Linked DNA regions of Rattus norvegicus: region 2 is linked to region 1. Evidence: chromatin contacts called from public Hi-C data. All regions are on one chromosome and are shown on one strand. The core of a region is the stretch at or near the end of the contact, and the rest is flanking DNA. Distances in the headings are between cores, read along the strand shown.

What was found. A called contact is a pair of places that touch in the nucleus more often than the background predicts.
Region 2: a Hi-C map of the Rat2 cell line shows a contact between it and region 1, with 4 times the contacts expected there. The contact joins the enhancer-like site here to the promoter of Gas1 in region 1. A contact is called at or near these places in 2 of 12 Hi-C or Micro-C datasets (the Rat2 cell line and psoas muscle) and 1 of 1 datasets of contacts at active chromatin or transcription factors (oligodendrocytes).

The regions. Positions count from the first base shown.
Region 1 is chr17:4,485,224-4,490,579 of GRCr8, forward strand. Gas1 (growth arrest-specific 1) reads left to right here and starts at 2,493. Exons shown (of 1, transcript NM_001400814.1): 1 at 2,493-5,356. The coding sequence starts at 2,919. The coding sequence ends at 4,070.
Region 2 is chr17:4,641,324-4,647,497 of GRCr8, forward strand. LOC102553430 (a long non-coding RNA gene) reads right to left here. Exons shown (of 3, transcript XR_360697.4): 2 at 4,424-4,634; 3 at 3,036-3,437. Among named protein-coding and RNA genes, the nearest start is that of Gas1, 160 kb to the left of the region's middle. Within about 2 kb of position 2,943, at least 19 of the 93 cell types and tissues checked have an H3K27ac peak or open chromatin away from gene starts, as enhancers often do.

The sequences.
Region 1 (5,356 bases), core at 1,243-3,742:
TCCAGGGCGTATGAAGCCCTCTTCTGGCCTCCGCAGGTACTGCAGGTACGTGAACCGCAAAACATACAAGCAGGCAAAACACATTTAAAAAACAAATACCTACGATAAAAGCCAACACAGCGTGCTGAGGAAGTAGACTGTCAGGCCTTAGGAGGCTGTTCCATCAACAGGCTGGCTGAGACACCACCAGTGGGAAAAGTGAGCCTGTCCTTGGTGTCCCTGGGGAGTAAAATGCCAAGTGGGACTTTAGGAGGGAGAAGTCAATAAGAGGAGAGGGGAGGAGGAGCAAGGGAGGGAGGGAGGGAGGGAGAGAGGGAAGGAAGGAGGGAAGGAGGGCGGGAAAGAAGAATTCATAGACATGGTGTTCTTAATGAATGAAAGCTCAGGACCCAGAAAAGTCTATGTGTGGAGGTAGGAAGATATACACAGCCTGTTGTGGCTACCTGCTCCTCTCGCCTTGCACGTCAAGGCCAGGCGTTTGCAGACATGTTCAGGGTGAGCAGAGCTCTTAGCCTCCCTTAACTCCCACTGAGACCTGTACCTAGGCTAAGATGGAATCATGTGACAGTCAGAACATTGTCCCCAGTAAGCAGCTACGCAGCATCAGTAACCACCACTGCCACGCCCCCTCCCCCGGAGCTAGGAATCCCAATATGCACACAAGGTCTCCAGATGATTCTCCAGCAGGGTGTTTTGAGATGATCTAAGGACGCCAGAACATACACAAACTTGAAAACACATCCCAGGGCTGGCCCTCTTAGGAGCTTGGGAATCACGGATTGTTACTGATAAAACGGACCTTAGCAAATGTGCAATCTGACCTTAAAGCAAGAGCCCCGAAACTCTCGCTAGATGGAACTAGCTGGCCTTGAACTTGCAGTGAGCCTCTCGCTTCTGCCTGGGATAAACAGGCTTGCTGCCCCACGTCTGGCTAGTTCTTAAGGATACATTTGCGTTTGTTTTCTAAGACTAAACTTGGGATTAGGGTTAGGGTAGGAACAAAGTGGCTCCTCACTGCTCAGTCTGTCTCTCTCATGGTTTGAGGGGGCTGCAGAGGCACCGTTTCCTCAGCCTGGGCGGCCAGCTTTTCCAAGAGCCAGGTTAATCCGTCTGGCCCTCACTTTCGCCCTTACAAACTCTCTTAACTCTTTGGAGAGGTGGACAGTCCACTTTCTGAACTCACTGCAACTGGGGCTCCCTTTGCTTCAGCAGCGATTTGGCCTTAAAATCTGTGACAGACCGAGTTGATAGTCTCACCACGGAAAGGGGAGGGAAAAGCGCCAGTTTTTGACAGGCCACAGACTCGCGGTGCCTCTAGTGGCCAAAAGCTGCATTGAGCCACAGTTAAGGTATCTTTTGAGAGTCCTGCTCAGGCTGCAAAGCCTGCTCCACCGGTGGCTTTTGCTTTAAACACAGTGAGGAACTGAGACGTGCAGTTTACAGCATGTAGCGGGTCAGTTTATCCCCGTCCTCTGTGCTGTGACTGCAGCCAGGTGGTAGCGCTCAACATTCCCAGAGTTTTTAATGCCATGATTTGTCATTGCCGTTCGTATTACAATAAATCGTGAGTTAAGAAATGGTTTCAGTTCTTTGGATTTCTTAGTTTGAAAACGATGCCCAGTGTCAGGTCCTTACCTGCTGGAAAGGGGGACCGAAAGTGTCCTTCTTGTGGTGGTGGCTGTGTGTGTGTGTGTGTGTGTGTGTGTGTGTGAGAGAGAGAGAGAGAGAGAGAGAGAGAGAGAGAATGCCCGCGTGTGCCCGCGCGCGCAATTGGTATCTAAGTTTCTAAAGTCTCACATTGAATTCTCAAGACTCCCTGCCTTCGCTATACCCCCCGAGGTGATCAGAACTCAGAGATGAGGAGCCTGAAAATTAAAGTGACTTTCGGATTCTCTCGGATGCAAAGATGGGGGATCAGTAAGAATTAATAAAAGTGTCCCCCTCCCCACCCAAACAAAAAGGGGGCGGGGGAAGCGAACAAAAAGGCCGGTGGCTGAGCCGGATGCAGGCAGCTGGCCCTAAGCCCTGCCCGCTGGCTCTGTGCGCGAGCTGGGGTTCGGTATCCCAGCCTCCTGAAGAGTGGGAGGAGCTGGGCCTGTGTCAGGCTCCCTAAGCCGTTCCTTTCAAGCCCTGAATGCCTGAATGTGAGCTGCCCACCGCCCTCCCCCACTCTGCAACCCCACTCCAGCGGCTCGTAAAAAAAAAAAAAAAAAAAAAAAAAAAAAAAAAAAAGTTTCAACAACAACAGGCTGGACCAATAGCGGCGCGCAAAGCCGGGGAAAGGGGCCGAGCAAAGGGCGCCCGAGAGTGGAGAAAGGAGAAAGCGGGCAAGCCCGGAGCGCGCGGGGCTGGGGCTCGGCAAGCTGGAGGAGCGTTGCTAATGTTTTTGTTTGTTTGCTTTTCTATGCATGCATAATGAGGGGGCGCCGCGGCACCACACGGGGGCTCCCGGCCCACTTTTGTATTTAAAGCCCCGCCGCGAGCGAGTCGGCAGCCGGGCTCCGCGGATCCGCTCCCCAGGCTCCGGGTCTCCGAGCAGAGCCGCACGCTCCGAGTTTCGGGGTCCTCCCTGCGCCTGGCTCCCAGAACTTCCCGGAGTGCGGCCCAGGCCCGGGTAGAGGGGGAGGGGACCAAGCGTCCTGGTCGCGGGAAGGCGGGATGCCAGAGCTGCGAACTGCTACGCGCTACTGAGCCGGGAACGGAGGAGCCACCGGCCACACGACCTTCTGCAGGCGCCTTGCACCATGCACCCCCGGCGCCGCGCGCTCCTGCAGCCTCGCCGCGTCCCCCAGGGACGGCACTGAACGCTTCCAGCCGCCGATCGGAGCCGGACCTGCGTCGCCGCGCCTCTCAGGGAGCCCCGGCCGCGGTGCTGGAGCAAACACCCGCCTCTACCAGCCGCGGGGCCGCCGGCATGGATGGATGAGGACGCCCATGCCAGAAGTGCGCGGAACTCGGACAAACTTTTCCAGCGGCCCCGCGGCCGCCACCCGAGCCTCGTTTCCGCTCCGCACCGCGTCCGGCGGCCGCTGCTGCCCGCGATGCTAGCCGCACTGCTGGGCGGCGGCGGAGCCCGCTCGGGGAGCTTGCCGGGCGCCTTGCTGTGCCTGATGGCGCTGCTGCAGTTGCTGGGCTCGGCGCCGCGGGGCTCGGGGCTGGCGCACGGCCGCCGCCTCATCTGCTGGCAGGCGCTGCTGCAGTGTCAGGGAGAGCCGGACTGCAGCTACGCCTACAGCCAGTACGCCGAGGCGTGTGCGCCGGTGCTCGCACAGCGCGGCGGAGCTGATGCTCCTGGGCCCGCCGGCGCCTTCCCCTCCTCGGCCGCGTCCTTCTCGCCGCGCTGGCGCTGCCCGAGCCACTGCATCTCGGCGCTCATCCAGCTCAACCACACGCGCCGCGGGCCCGCGCTGGAGGACTGCGACTGCGCGCAGGACGAACACTGCAGGTCCACCAAGCGCGCCATCGAGCCCTGTCTGCCGCGCACCAGCAGCGTGGGCCCGGGCGCGGGAGCGGGCTCGGTCATGGGCTGCACTGAGGCCCGGCGGCGCTGCGACCGGGACAGCCGCTGCAACCTGGCACTCGGCCGCTATCTAGCCTACTGCGGCAAGCTTTTCAACGGTCTCCGCTGCACCGACGAGTGCCGCGCGGTCATCGAGGACATGCTGGCGGTGCCCAAGGCGGCGCTGCTCAACGACTGTGTGTGCGATGGGCTGGAGAGGCCCATCTGCGAGTCGGTCAAGGAGAACATGGCCCGCCTGTGCTTCGGCCCAGATGCGAGCAACGGTCCGGGCAGCAGCGGCTCGGACGGGGGCCTAGACGACTACTACGACGAAGAATATGATGACGAGCAGCGCGCTGGGGCCGCGGGCGGCGAGCAGCCCCTGGACGACGACGACGGCCTTGCGCGCCCGGGCGGCGGCGCTGCTGGGGCAGGCGGACGCGGGGACTTGCCCCACGGGCCGGGGCGCAGGAGCAGCAGCAGCGGCAGTGGAGGCCACTGGGCGACCCGAAGCTCCTGGACCCCGTTTGCCTGTTTTCTGCTGCTCCTGCTGCTTGGGTCCCACTTGTAGCCCCCGCGCCCCTGCTGCAGGCTACTCCAGGCCGGTACGCACGACCCAGCTGATTCCCGAGCAGGGCACCTGTGGCTCGGAGACCGGAGATGATCGGGAGCACTGACCCACACTCTCCGCGGGTAGACAGGGCCCAGCCCGTACCGCAACTACCATGCTCGGCCCTTTTCTGTGCGGTTTTCCAGGCTGCAGATAAAACCGGCCGATCTATACTGCCGGCTCTAATCTGCAGAATTCAGGACACCTTGCCAAAAGCAATGAAGGCCTGGCTGGACTCTTGTTAGAGTGCTGAACGGTGGGGGTCTTTACAGTTCCAGTGGACTAGGGAAAGGGATGTTGAGCGAATTAGGTTTGCAAAGGGGCCGGAACTTTTGTTTGTCTGTTTGTTCTGTTTTGTTTTTAAACTTTTTTCCTGTGAGGGGACACATAGTACTGGTAACGACTTTAATTGCTCGTGACCACTGAGAAACACAGCAATCCTAAGTAAGTAGAAAAGTTCCCTTTACCGATTCATTCCTGTACTCTTGGTGTAGCCCTCGGTAACGCTGAGTGTGGAGCCCGCGATTGCCTCGTTGGGGGGTCCCCGAAATTATGACTGCAACCTTAACCCCTCACCTCTAATTTTACCGCCCCCATTCTGATCCCTCTGCACCACGTGTCTTAGAGTTAAGGATCCAAAAAACGCTAGTCTAAAGAGTTACCACAGTGTTGAACAATACACGTTTTTATCCTAAAGCTCGGTACTGCCAACTAGGAAAACCTCTATGATGTTTGTTCTGTTGTCCTTTTTTTTTTTTTTTTTTTTCCTCCACCAAGAAATTCTAAGTTTGAATATTGCAGAGATTGACTATTGCTCTGCCCCTATCGGGGTCCTGCACCCTGGTACGTCGTATATAAACTGTATTAAAACTGGGGTTTCTTACCAGTTGTACTTTGTATATAGAATTTTTATAAATTGTATGCTTCAGAAAATAATTTATTTTTTAAAAAGAAATTAAAAGTCTTAAATCTGCATCACTGTTGTATCACACCCCACCCCTATCCAAGAAATGTATAGAAAACATTGGTCACCAGGAACCCACTCCTGCAGCCCATCCAAGAAATGTATAGAAAACATTGGTCACCAGGAATCCACTCCCGCAGCCTATTTTAGGTGTGCCCTGTGTAGAAGAACAGACTTAAAAATGTACAGTGTATTTTACAGATTTGAAGTAACGTTCTTATTTTCGAGAGAATTTATGGACATTGTAGAGATGTATTAAATGCATTTCCAAACTGCCTTAAAC
Region 2 (6,174 bases), core at 1,693-4,192, 160 kb after region 1:
TGACCGCAGGATTTTACCCATGAATTGTGTCTCTCCTTGCCCACTTCTTGGTTCGGCAATTGACTTACGTGGTCACCCTCAGATGTCTGTTGTGTGTGTTCTGCTATATACCAGACTTCACTGACTTTCTGGCTCCAGAGTCTCCCCCACTTTGGCCACTGGGGTCCCTCTGCCAGATATACTTTCGGCCTGGTTCTAGAATCAGTTGTTTATCTGAGGAGTTCTGGTTCTTTTTACTGGAGCATGGAGTTAGACACCGAGAGCTGGGCACTAAGTGTGCATCTTTGTATGAGGACCTTTTTTCTTTTTCATTTTAGAATTCTTGGGTGCGTAGGGTGCCTTTTGGTATTAGCTAGCGCTCTCTCTCTCTCTCTCTCTCTCTCTCTATATATATATATATATATATATATATATATATATATATATATATATATATATATATATATATATCATTGGGGCTGGCTTACAGGTTCAGAGGTTCAGTCCATTATCATCAAGGTGGAAACATGGCAGCATCCAGGTAGGCCCGGGGCAGGAGAAGCATCTCCAGTACAGTTGCAACTAGGCTTCACCGATAGGCTCTCATAGGCGCTCTTCATGGTACCGAGCCTCAACTCCTTTGCATGATTCCTTCAGCCCTGGGCCATCCACTGCAGCTGAGGCTGCACCTTCACCAATGGCCTTCCGTGGCCTCTCACAGTGCCAAGCCTCAGCTGCTCTTCATGACCCACCCCTTCATACTCAAAACCAGGACCACCTGGGTGACTCTTACACATTGCCAAGTGCAGCTGTAGCATGAGATACAACCTTGGCGATCTCTGGAACACAGCTCCTTTGTGTTCTCAGAAAAACACTTCCCAGAAGATTTCACCTCAGTGATGCTGGTCTCTTCTTAATCGCTGCTAATTTCTTAGCTCCAGCATCAATTTTCCCAGTAGTTCCTTTTATTCTGGACTCTAAAGCCAGAGCTACATGGCCAAAATTGCCAAGTCCTGCTGCTTGCTGGGGCTGGAACATGGCCCCCTTGTTCTATTACATTATCACCAGCTTTCTGCTTCGCAACTCCTTCACTGCCTAAGTTTGGCTGTCTTGGAACTTGCTCTGTAGACTGACTTTGAACTCAGAGATCTGCATGCCTGTCTTCTAAGCACTGGGATTAAAGGTGTCACATGAATGTTATTTATAAATGAATGATATATAAATATATTGGGAGCATGTGGCCCAGTTTTAACCCACACATAATGAAAAATTCTTGGCTAATTTGCCCTAAAACATGGCCATTAACAGAACCCATCCTAATAACCTTGAGTCACCACAACTCCCTCCACTATGACCTCATGGTCCTAAGAGAATCTATTGCTTCAGAGCTGGGTATGCATTCTGTGGTTGAGGACAACAAGGCATGGCTTCTATAAGCCCACCCAGTGGAGTCAAGCATAGTCCCCCAGAAACAGTTAGTACTGTTAGCTGTGTGTTTGCTTCTAAGAGAGCTACCCCAGATGGGACCACAGCAGAGGCCCAGAAAGGAGAGAAGCTTCAGCCAGGGGTTCTGGGTGACAGAACCATAGCCAGAGGTGCTTACTGACAGCCGTAACCAGGGTGCTGACTGACATAGCTGAGCGTCCTCTGCCACACAGCTGGACAGAACCTAGCACATTCCTCCAGGCCATCTGCGTGGTTCATAGACCTTGAGCCTTTGGTAACATGCCTGTCTCCATTAGGAACACTGAGGGAAGATGTGATTGGTCAGTGACTCTTGAACCCGAGAACAAGGAACAGTCATAGTTTGTTTCCTGCCACCGAGAACATGTTACCATGGGAACACGTCAATGAACCCAGGAGTATGTCCTCCAGAAGCCCTTGGGTCCCACAGCAGGAGACAGGTTAGCACGGAGCATGTTTTTCCCTAAACGGATAAATGCCCTGAAACTGAAGGGCGATGCTCTTAAAGAGAACGCTCCTCTGAGGCCCCACGGCTGTACACACGAGGTTCGAGATCAAGATGTGACTAATGGTGATACCTTCTCTCCATCTCCACACCAGCCTAACCTTGCTGGGTGACTGGTGGTAACGTCCACAGTGGCCATGCCAAATAACTTGCCCTTCAAAGAAAAGTTGAGTCACCCTGGAAAGCCTCCTTCTTAGCTTTTCCAGATAGAAGAGATGATGTTGTTTATAAGGTCTGCAAGAGGGGGCCATCCACCCTGAGATGGTCTGTGAAGATGTATCTGTGAGCACTTGAGGCTCTGCAGCCTGGATCAGAGCAGCTGCAGCAATGCTGTCCACTGCTCCCCACTTCCTCCTTCCTTCCTATTAGCCTCACTGAGGGGTTCAGCCATAAAGCCTTGTTCCTCAGCAGCTGGATTGCCAGCTGACAAGAATCCCCATGGCAGCTCCATCCTCCCCCCAGTCCTCCCTGCCTCCTCTGTTGGCCTCACAAAGCCCTCCCTCCCCACAACCCTGTCTCCCTAAAGCCTCCCCTGATCCACGACCCCAAGTCAGGCCAGAGAAATGTGTTTGTCAGAGAATTGGAAAGACCTCAGTTTGGGGTTAAAAAGCACAGAAAAATCCCAGTGTCGGGCTGTCATTGTTGCAACCCTAATGTTACCCTGCTCAAAGCGCCACTGATTAAAACCAGGGCAGTTAATAAACCGCAGGCTTTATTTCCCCTCAAATGTCTATAACCACTTTCTTCAACCCCTATTAAAAGGCAAAACCCCAAGAAAAACACAGCTTTGGAGACCGAGGGCCCTTATTCCCCAGAGGAAGAAGAGGTGAGCCAGCTCTCTCTCTCTCTCTCACCTTTCCCCCACCGAGCAGAGCCCAGCGTTTTAATAACTAAAGAGAGAGATCAATAAAAAGCAAGGAGAGCTATCCCTGGTCTGCAGTCCCCCTCAGCCTGGCCTCCTTCACCAAGGCATCTGCCAGCAGCAGTTCTAGCCTCTGACTCACATCCTCATTACGTTCTTCTCCGCCTGCCTTCCCCTTAAGGGACCGACTTTTCCTCCCATCTAAGCCAAAAGAATTTCTCTGGATTAAGGGGACTGATGAAAGCATTTTTAATATTCGAGTTCAGGTTTGCGAGCTCCATAAAAAACAGACTTGTTCCCAACTGCCGCCGGCTCTGAGCTCCTGCCTCCCCTCACGGATGGTTTCTCTTCTCCATTTGCTCTGCAGGGGGTGTCTCTGACCCCCTCCCCCATCATCCCCAGAGGCTCTGCCAGCAGGACTGGTCACCTCACAGCCTCACCACCCTCACAGCCTCGCTGTGGCTGCCTGCCTGCCCCCCAATGCAGGATGTAGCGTCTTTCAAACATCCTTCACCCAGGTGGTGATGGGACTTAGAAGACATCTTTCACGTTGATGCCATCTGTCTTTCCGAGTAAAAAACTGGTTTGACGACGCGCTGAGCACCTCAGAGGGGAACAGGTCTCAAGCTGCAGGGGAAAGTTTTGACAATTGATTCCAGGCAAAACTGGAGCCTCCCCCACCTCCTCTGCCTACCCTGCCTGGGACTAAGGAGGTGGAAGGGAGGGAGGTTGGTGTCTTTCCAGGGCTGCAAGATACTCTTTGTTCTTTGTTCTTCCTACATTCTTGCTCCCCAAATTAATGCCAACTTTTACCTTAGAGCCAGGAACCTTGGAGTTAGTGGGGCGAGCATGCCTTTTCTGAAGGGCCTTTGCCAGCAACGACATGAACCATGAACGTAGCTCAATTTAAAGGTCCTGAGCAGCAAGAGGCCTGGGCCAACCCTAGTACCATTCTGAGCTTAGGGCCTGAGATCTGTCTGCTTAGGAAATAACTCTGTCCACATAAGTGCTGCTCCCTGTTGTCAGACCAAACGTCCCTCTGGTCTCCAAGTTAAGGCTCATTCTGAAAGGGTCAAGTCCTCTCCACTGAGTGCCTCCCACCCTCCCTCCCTCCTCCCCTCCCTCCTTCTTCCCCTCTTTCCCTCCCTCCCCCCTCCCTCCCTCTGTGGCATTTTCCATCCTCTTTCTCATCCAATCACACCACCACCCGTGAGGTGATTATCTTCAGTGTGGCGTGTGTCAGCATCCATGAACCAGACATCGCACTTGGTGACAGGGTAGGAGTGTGTGTATGTGTGTACTCAGGTGACATTAGTTACAAATCCCACCTGAAGGTATCCTATCCTGAAGCAGTTGCTAACTCAGATCACTGAGTCACGCAGAAAAGGCTGCCCTTGTCTGGATGAGGACATGTTTAAGTGACTCCATTTTTTTTTTTTTTAAATTGGATATACTCTAGCGATTTTAGTGCTTAGGGCAGGACGGCCCCAGTGTTCCCATTTTAAACATTTTCACAACAAAAAAACTAACAAAACCCCATCTCCCTATTGCTTTTCCAGAGAACTGGAGGGAGGAGCACATGCTCTGTCAGGATCGTCTTCCCTGTAAGTTACCTCGATTAATGACAGTTGTGATGAGTCAGTATTAGCAGACGTGTCCCATCACCTTATCTTTTGAAGAAGGGCTCATCCGGCTCATCGGTGAGACAGCCGTCTGTCTCAGCCTCCCATAAATGCACGCCCACCTCTGGCTGCTTCTATGGGTGCTGGAGAACAAAGTTTGGGTCCTCTCATTTCCATGGCAACCACTTTATTAAGTGAGCTCCTTTTAAAAAAAAAAAAAGGTTACCTTTATTTTTTTAATTGGTTTTAAGATTTATTTATTTGTTTTTAAAGACTTATTTATTATTTACTATATATAATTACACTGTCGCTGTCTTCAGACACACCAGAAGAGGGCATCAGATCCCATTACAGATGGTTGTGAGCCACCATGTGGTTGCTGAGACTTGAACTCAGGACCACTGGAAGAGCAGTCAGTGCTCTTAACCACTGAGTCATCTCTCCAACCCAACTGAGCTCCTTCTATGGCATGTGCACGGGCTCCTCGATCTGTGTTTACTTTGAGTCTACCAAGCCATGATCGTATAGAAGGTGCTAGTTAACCCAGGCGGCAATGAATAAAAAAGGTGTGCCTATGGGAGAGAGGTCTGTAGGGAAGAAAGGAGGATTTACAGGGTGGGAGAAAGAGAATGTGAGGAGACATTCATTACATGTATGAAATTGCCCAAAGAACAAACCTAATTCATAAAAAACGTTGAGCCTAATTTTTGTCCCTGTACAAACAACAGCAACCCAGTTCAGTATTTGTAATGGCTTCACTCCTAGAGCTGGAGTGAACTACAATCCAGAACCAGAAGGCTCACCTATGATCCAGATCTTGAGGCTGGGAGATACAAGTTTCTGACCTGGATCTTCACATGGAGATGGTGAGGCATAGTAAAAGTTTAGGCCCAGGCAAGGTGGTACACACCTTTAATCCCAGGAGACTGAGGCAAGGAGATCTGAGTTCAAGGTCAGCCTCGGACTAAGCAAGTCCCAGATCCAGGCATGGTTGTACACACCTTTAATCTGGGCCACATCTTCTGCTACAGGTCCACATAGGGACATTGGAAGAAGGAAGACTCACTCTTCTTCACCTGCTTGTACTTACTTACCAGCACATCTACTGCAACCGACTTCTACAGGAGACCAGCTGAAACAACTAGCCTCTGGGACTGAGCAACTGCTAGATCCTTGGACTTCCCATCCACAGCTGCCCATTGTTGGGGGTAGTTAGGCTACAGACCGTAAGTCATTCCGATAAATTTCCTTAATATAGAGAGACATTCCATACATTCTGTGACTCTAGAGAACCCTGACTAATACACTACTGAAAAACAAAAAGGCATACATCCGTTTGACACAACCTCCACGTACCTGGATGGAGGGGGTTGCGGCCATGTCTATGAGAAATGGCCTTGATTGATAACTGACAGGGAAGGTCCGGCTCATTAAGGCTGGCTCTGTCCCTGACAGGTAGACCTGGGCTGCGTGAGAAAACCAGCTGAGCATGAGCCAGAGTATAAGCCAGTAGGCATACTTCCCTGGATGACAAACCTGTAAGATAAACCCATTCTTCCCCACGTGACTTTTGGCCATGGTGTTTATCACGAGAAAAGAAACTAGGACAGTATATGTTTGAATGGGAACAGTCTCACGGGCTCGTGTGATTGAATAATTGGATAAATGATTCAATAATCAGATAAAAAGCGGGTGGGACTCTTTGGGAAGGATTAGAAGGCGTGGCCTTGTTGAAGGAGATG